2 separate regions of the Oryctolagus cuniculus genome follow, and region 1 is linked to region 2. Evidence: chromatin contacts called from public Hi-C data. All regions are on one chromosome and are shown on one strand. Each heading gives the region's core, a stretch centred on a gene start, on an enhancer-like site or on the middle of the called end of the contact. The rest is flanking DNA. Distances are from core to core; before and after follow the strand shown. Region 1 holds the start of LOC138849401 (WAS/WASL-interacting protein family member 3-like). Region 2 overlaps THRB (thyroid hormone receptor beta).

Region 1 (3,968 bases), core at 1,109-3,608, 73 kb before region 2:
CACCAGTGGCTGCTGAATGAATGAATCTATGAATGAACTGCTTCCTTGAACTGAATCATCAGCTTGAAATTTATAGAACCTGGTGAAATGTGATCACGAGTCCTGAAAACAGCCATGGCGTGCCCTCTCAGGGAGCTGCCTGGCGACACAGACCCACATGCTCCGAAATTTGGATAATAAATTCTGCTTTCATTCAGGTCCTCATGGCATCCTCCTGCAGGGTCCTGGCTTATGAAAATGAGTGTCCTGTTTTGTTGTTAACCCTTTACCAACAGGCCAATCTGAGGGTCAGTTCCAATGGAATCCTAGCAGTTCCTGTTGCTTCAATGACAGTGCATTAAATAATATTGTTAAATAATATTTTACAGCCACAGTCTCATAGATTGTTTGAATGCCGGGTTGTTTCGTTAATGCCTGAATCGACTCAGAAGTTTCCAGGAAAATGAGATGAAAAGAACAATTCTGTTTCCAACGAAGGGAAGCAACAGTTTTTTTAGCAAAAGAAAAAAAAAAAAAAAGCTCCAAGTTAAACCCAGGAAGAGAACCAGCAGACTTTAGGGCCTGTCTCCAAGGAGGCCTTGCGTGACCACTTCTCTCCCTCCTTTCAAGGTTTGCAGAAGACCACAAAGCACCGTGGTCCCTGCAAGGCAGGAAGATCCTGCTGGTTCACGGTCACGGCCCACCTGCCCCGGGCCTCTTCCTCCTCGGCCACAGCTTTTCCACCCACCGTTAGCCACCAGGGGGCCGCCTTTTTGGAAGAAGTGGTGTAGCCTGCACAGCTTCCCTCCTAATCAACCGAAAACACCCCGGGGCAGCTTTGGAGCAAAGCCCAGCAAACTTCTCTGCCTAGGAGAATCGTGGCGCTCGCCAGTCCTGGGGTGCCGCCTTATTCTGGGCTCTCTGGAAGAACCCAAGGAGCACTGGATCCGGGGAGCCCGATAAGAAAGGCTGCTTTCCGTAGCGGGAGAGCCTGGGGGGGTTGCAGCCTGCTTCCCAGCTCCTGCGCGTGCAGGAGGCGGCGAGAGTTCACCGCTGTGGTTGTGCCCTGCGGTCTGCAGGGTCGGCGGCAGCCTCCGGCCCCTTTCCCTGGGATGCTCAGGGGACGCTGGACCCAAACAACACGTGTCCCCGGCCGGAGATCTAGAACGCTCCCCGGACGGTGGAAGCTACAAACCGCCGTGGCTCTATGACACTGTGCCACACGAATAAGCGTGTATACGGAGTTACGAGGTCGGGGTTGTGTCAATATTGTCTAAGAAAACAAACGTGCTCAGCCGCCCAAAGGGGCTGTCGCCGCCGCAGCTTCCCACCGCCCCCATTTCAGGAGCCTGGGTGCGCAGTACGGCTCCAGGTCTGGCCGTTCACGTCGCGAGCCGCCTGCGTCCTCCCAAGCCGCCCCCCGCCCACTCGGGCCCTCAGGACTGGAGGTGGGTGGCCCCCGTTCTCCGGGGACAGAACTCGCCCAGAAGCCTCACTCGGTTTTGTCTTCCGGGTTTGCTGCGTACGTTGACAGGGCAGAGCCGAATTCCCGGGCCGTCCCGCCAGGGACCTGCGGAGGGACCCGGCCCCGAACACACCTCTCCCCAGCGTGTGCGCAGCAGGGACGAAGGGCGTCCCCTGTCCGGGCCGGCCGGACACGTTCCAAACTTCCATTCTCCGGGTGGTGGTGCAAAGAGAACCGCCAGACGGCCTGCCGGGCGGGCGGGCGGGCGGCCCCAGGAGGAGCCAGAGCGCCGCGCTGTCCTGACACGCGCGCGCCACAAGTGGTTCGGGGGCGCGGGAGGCAGCGGTGCGGCGGCACGGGCCGCGCTGTCAGCCGTGCCCCGGAAGGTCGCCCCCCGCGAGCCCGTGCCACCCGCTCCCCGTTCCCTCCACGTCTCCAACTGGAGGAATGACGCCCAAATGCGCACCTCCGCGCGCACGCAGTCGGGTGGGTGGACGCGAGGCCACCCAACCCATGGCGACGTCACTACCCCTGGGAGGGCACGCCGGAGGCGGGGGTGCGGGGGGGGGCGCCGCACCTGGGAAAGCAGGTGCGGAGGCGGCAGACCCTGGGGTGGCGGGGGCGCAGGGCCCGGGGTCCGGGTGCGCAAAACAGGCGCGGTGAGCATGGGGCAGCTCTGGCCTCGGAAAGGCGAGGGGAGTGGGGGGGCGGGGAGCATCGGTCCTGGCCCGGTGGCCCGGGGCGGCGGCGGCAGCGGCGGGGTGCGCGGCCAGGAGGCCATTTCCTCACTGCGCCCCTGGTGGAGCCCGGTTTGCCTGCTCTTGGCCGCCGCCGCCGCCGCGTGAACCGGACAGCCGGGAGGACGGGAGGGGAATCCAGGTCACCGGTTCGCAGATCCGGCGCGGAGCAGCCGCCCCGGGCCCGGAGTAAGGCAGCGCCGCCGCCGCGAAGCGGGCCGGGGCGGGCCGGGCGCGCGCGCGGGGGGCTCGGAGAGGCGGAGACTCGGGCATCCCGGCCGCACTCGCTCGCTACGCCTATAAAAGTGGAGTGGCCGGGGAGGGCCGGCGCGGCCCTGGCTGCGGCCGCCTCTCGTCGCCCGGGGAGTTGACATTTTGTAGGAGTCGCGCGACGCCCCGTCGCCGGCGCTGCCCGGGACCCCGCCGCCGGGAGGAGGGGGCGGAGGAGGGTGGAGACTGCGGGGCTTGGCCAAGGAAGGCGCACATCCTCGGGCGGGCGGCCGTGACGCGGCGGGGATTAACTTTGCATGAATAATGTGAGTGCGCTGGGAGAGGAGACCTTCTGCTCCCGGGCTCGGGCAAACGCCCGCAGGCTGCCTCCCCGGGCAGGGGCGCTCGACCCCACCGGCTCCACGGCACCGGTAATTGGGCGAGAGGAGCGCGCGGAGGCGGCGGCAGGGGTCGGGGCGGCGGCTGAGGGGCGACAGTTGCAGCTGTCCGGAGGGCCGGCGGGGGTGGTGACGGGCGTTGCGGGAGCCTGAAGGGCGGGCGCGCGCACGGGCGGGCGGGCGGGCGGCGGGGTGTCAGCCGCCCTCGCTACCTGCTCCGCGGGGCTGCGGCGCCCGGGTCTGGAGAAGGCGCCCCCCGGGCTCGCGTCGGGCAGCTCGCGGTGGCGGGGGCGGCCAGGGAAGCCGCGGCGTGGGCAGCGGCGGGCCGGGGTGGCCGGAGCCCCCTAGGATAGCAGCCGCTCTGTGCCTGCGACCCAAGCCCAGTTGTTGACAGGCTCCTTGTGAAATGGAGTTTGGCATCCTCAGCGCCGAGCGCAGTGGAAGTTTCCATGAGGAGGAAGTTGTAGGACGCGGGGCTTCGGAAAAGGTTGGCAGGCTCGGGGGTGGGGTGGGGGGGCAGTTTAAAGGGACTGTGAGTCTGCAGCTACCCTCGTGCGCCCGACCCTTCCCTCCTGGCCGGGCATTCGGGGTTTGGAAGCAGAAGGATCCCGAAGGCTGGCGTGCGCTGCCGCGGGTGCCTGGCGACTCCACTCCCTCCGCCCCCTCACGCACACACAGCGGCGGCGGCTTGGGCAGCCACCCGGGGCGGGCGCCTCTTCCTCCGGGTGGCCTCCGGGTGGTCGTGCCGGCTGTGCGCCCCCCAGCCTTCAGGGACGGGCTCGCCACGGGGGAGCTTGCGTTTCGTCCTCGCGAGCTGCCGCTGTCATTTTTGTTGGAGGACTTCCCAATGACCATTGTGAGATTATTCGTAGTGCTAATTTTAAGCCTTCTGATTTGTTCCACGGAGGAGGAAACGCGAAGGGTGGTTGTTGTTATTATTAATGAAAGGTTAAAAAAGCATGCGATTTCCGCCAAACGCGAGATTTTTAAAAGAAGAGTCTAGAAGCATAACAACTGGTAAAGTGAGTCGGAGGAGGAAGAGAGCGGTTACCTGAAAAGCCAGGTTCAGACTGCCATCCTGCCCTCTCCACGCACGTCTAGATCCATCAGTAAACACATTGGAAATCAATTCTTCCACTTAGCAGGTCTTTGGTCTGAGGTAGGCGTGAGATTCACTTT
Region 2 (3,863 bases), core at 668-3,167:
GCTAACTTCTTCTCATAGCACTTGTGAGTATGTGTAACCTCCATCATCCCCAGGATGACAATGGATATGAGAGTGAAAAGGATAAAGACTATGTCCTGTTACTCTTTCTTTAAGATCTCACTGCACTTTTTTCCCATGTTTGCCACCATATTACTCTGTTGACTCATTTTTTTCCTCTTAACAGCTATCATCCGAGTCTCCCCCAACCCTGAACCCTGCACTTGCTGATTTAAATTTTTATCTTAAATGCAATGCATTATATTTATTCTCTAAATGCATTCACATTAATTTTGAAGCATGATTGTATCATATCAACTACCCACAGTCAATCTACTGTGACAATAATCTTCTCTCCAACTGCAATGAAGTTCTTGATAGGAGTGAACTCAGAGGCCCATTTCTACATTCCATCTTCCAACTAAAATTGATTAATTAACAATGTTCAACTCATCCATTCCTTGTATGTCATTCAGGTCATATTCTGCCATCTTACCCTAAGGATATCTTGCAAGACATGGTCAGGCATCTTGCTGAAATAAATGTATGCCATTTGTACACCTTGAGATGTGTGTGTGTGTGTATGTGTATAATGTATCACATAATATATCATATTTCAAATATCACTTCTCATGTATTATATATTACACATTTATTTGTGTCTCCTCCCCAACCCCTTGTTGACTACTTTAGCACTGTCTTTTAATGTTACTCATAAACCTCATATTTTAAATGACTTCTAAAATTTCTGTTTCTAAGGATATGGTATTGATTTCCATAGCTGCCCCCCCATCACCCCCCCCACACACACACACACACACTGTCCCAGATCCCATTTTTGATAATCAGGAGAAAATTTACTTTTTTCATATATGAAACAAAAAAGCTGATTTTATTACTGCTTGTTTGTTTTTCCTCTGTTACTTCCGATCATCCAATGTGCCTAAGCCTAGAGTCTCAGCCATATTTCAGTTCCCACTTTCAATCTTCACTTTTTTTTTCAGTCTACTACTAAAATTAACCATTTCAGATCTCCTCTCTGCAGTTTGAAGATCATTCTAGTTGGTGATAATTACAAAAGAATGCAGAGAAGATGTTGGTTTCCTTCCCCTTTGTCAAGTGCTAACGTTGCACCATCCGTCTCAAGCCCCATGTCCTGCCCTTCCTGTCCTTGCCCTGAACACCACCAAAAATGCATTTTGATAAGCTCAGCATTTGCTTTGGAAGCGTTAGCTCATCCTTTGCTCCAGCCTTTTAGATGTTATTCTGGCATCTGTTCATGCTGCTGACCACCAGATTGGGCTAGGAAATGTCACAAAAAAAAAAAAAGAGAGAGAGAGAGAGAGAGAGAGAGGAAAAGAAACTTGTCAAGACATGGTAAAGCTGAACCATGGCCAGTGCCACGGCTCAGTAGGCTAATCCTCTGCCTTGCGGCACCAGCACACCGGGTTCTAGTCCCGGTCGGGGCGCCGGATTCTATCCCGATTGCCCCTCTTCCAGGCCAGCTCTCTGCTGTGGCCAGGGAGTGCAGTGGAGGATGGCCCAAGTGCTTGGGCCCTGCACCCCATGGGAGACCAGGAGAAGTACCTGGCTCCTGCCATCAGATCAGCGCGGTGCGCCGGCCGCGGCAGCCATTGGAGGGTGAACCAACGGCAAAGGAAGACCTTTCTCTCTGTCTCTCTCTCTCACTGTCCACTCTGCCTGTCAAAAAAAAAAAAAAAAAAAAAAAAAGCTGAACCTTAAACAGGTGACCCTGCCAAAGGATCCCACTAAGCATTTCCCCAAAAGGGAATCTGGGGCTTAGAGAGGTTTTGGTCACCTCAAATGGGGACACCTAGGAACTCTGTCCACAACTGCTATCATATGGCAAAGAACATTCTTTACCCCATACCAAAGGACAGCTCTGAAATAACATCTGTGCCTGAGAATAGCAGCACTCTGTCATTTTCATCTTTAGTGCCTTCCCCAATACCACACACACAGTAGGTACTCAATAAACATCTGTTTATGACAGAATGAGAACAAGACCTTTGAGTAAGAAGGAAAAAAGAGATTCATTTCTTCCAGTCACATGAAGACTAAAGCCGAGTGTATGGATTTAATTTCTCATATTATCTTTGGACCCATTTGACATTTTTCAGTTTAAGATTCTGACCACTTTGGTCCACAGGGAGCTCTTAGTGGTGAAAACATGGAATTGCTTCAACAGATTAAAGACATAAGCCAGAGCAAGTATGCAAACCTTCCTTGTTTGAACTAAAAGAAAAGCAAGCAAAGGAAGGAATTAATGGAAATGTTCGCATCGAAGTCCCTTATATTTCTGAGGAAAACCAGTGAGTGAGCCAAGAAAGAAGAGGGTTAATAAAGTCTTCTTGGTTAGAGATATTGTTGTAGTAATGGTTCAGGTTCAACTATTCCAGAAAAGCATCCGATGTTTTCTTTTGAATATTAGTAATCAAAACTATCACAATACTATTAGTTTGCAGGAAAGTTAAAATTAAGGGTCACCATATGATGCAGTTTAGGAATTTGCAGAAATTAAGTTGCTTAACTCTCTCCAAGGATTGCTTATAATGATCTCTATATTTGCTCAAGTTCTTTGGAACTAGGCTTGGCATAACTGATAGGTTAGTAATCAATTCCCTGCCTATTTGTATTGACTCCATCTCTCACTATTCGCGTTTGCGAACCATCACTCAAACTATGATCCTTATATGGTGATAAAAATGCACAATGGTGTGAACTGTGTTAACTGGTTACTAGCTGGAAGGGAGAGGTTTTCCTCCATCGCAGATCCAATTTCAGTGCAGGGTTTGCTATTTTTAATCACAGAATTGAGAAGCTTAATTCAGTTAAAAAGGGAGGAAGTTGTCAGGGGAGGGTTGCTAAAAGTTCATGCTAAATTTGCTTAGAACCAGATTGTGTTCATTAATATTTATACATCTATGGTTGGGAAGGGGCGATTATGCTTCTTTAAAAACACTGGGTATTCATTTTCCATGTATTGCACAGCCTTCTGATTAGGGAAGGTGGGTTTTCATTGTACAATCAATGGAGATACAGATGGAAACCATCTGGCGCCTCATCCCCTTTTTGTCAAAAACCTTGTCTTGTCTCTCACATGTCAGTGATGAATGGAAGGATTTCAAACTCCAGCTGAACAATGCAGTTTGAATCCCTCAGCTAGCCAAGGGGTTTTTGGCAAGCATCGATGGGCTTAATATTTTAAAGAAACCAGCAATCATTTTAATTCATTAGTTGAGGCCTGTTGTTCTAGACAGTGTTTTTGATTTGTATTTTGGGCACTGGTTTGGTTTCTGATTCATAAGCGTATTCCGTATGGGTGTGTTTTCTTTTTTGCAGCCTAAATCACAGGGACAAAAGTGGGAGTTTTATCTGATCAAATGACCAAAATGCTGAGAGATTCTTTTAATCATCTTCTCTATTAGTTATGATTCATATTAGGAGTTCACACCAAAGATGTCCCAGTTAGCTGACACAGGGCATAGATGAGAGAACACAGAATTGAGTTGACCTAACTGTAGACAGTGAATCTCAAAATCAGTTTGATGTTCTGTTTCATGAGAGCAAACCTGGTGCAGCCCTGCCCCGGGCACCTTGGATACCATCCTTTTGTGGGTTGTCTGCTGAAGAGGCGTTCCTGGGTTGGAGGCATGCAATCAATTCACAGGGTTAGCTTTGCAGTCAGTATCCAGCCACCAAAAACCAGATTGGTTTTCCAGCACTCTGCATGTAGTAGAAAGAGGAGAATTACCAAGAAGCAAATTGATGCCAACACTTTATTCAGAAACTCATTTCCAGAATACAGCCTTTCGTTGGTGGAGATTCAGCACAGTTTTGCACAA

The links. Hi-C and Micro-C count contacts between places; a contact is called where the count stands out from the background.
Region 1: a Hi-C map of psoas muscle shows a contact between it and region 2, with 2.1 times the contacts expected there. The contact joins the promoter of LOC138849401 here to the enhancer-like site in region 2. A contact is called at or near these places in 2 of 6 Hi-C or Micro-C datasets (ear pinna and psoas muscle).

The regions. Positions count from the first base shown.
Region 1 is chr4:160,428,351-160,432,318 of mOryCun1.1, reverse strand. It overlaps LOC138849401 (WAS/WASL-interacting protein family member 3-like), which reads right to left and starts at 2,358. Exons shown (of 3, transcript XM_070072876.1): 1 at 1,578-2,358. The coding sequence starts at 2,225. THRB (thyroid hormone receptor beta) reads left to right here and starts at 1,358. Exons shown (of 10, transcript XM_017346748.3): 1 at 1,358-1,427.
Region 2 is chr4:160,354,640-160,358,502 of mOryCun1.1, reverse strand. The region is part of intron 1 of THRB (thyroid hormone receptor beta); the gene reads left to right. Among named protein-coding and RNA genes, the nearest start is that of THRB, 74 kb to the left of the region's middle. Within about 2 kb of position 1,917, at least 1 of the 8 cell types and tissues checked has an H3K27ac peak or open chromatin away from gene starts, as enhancers often do.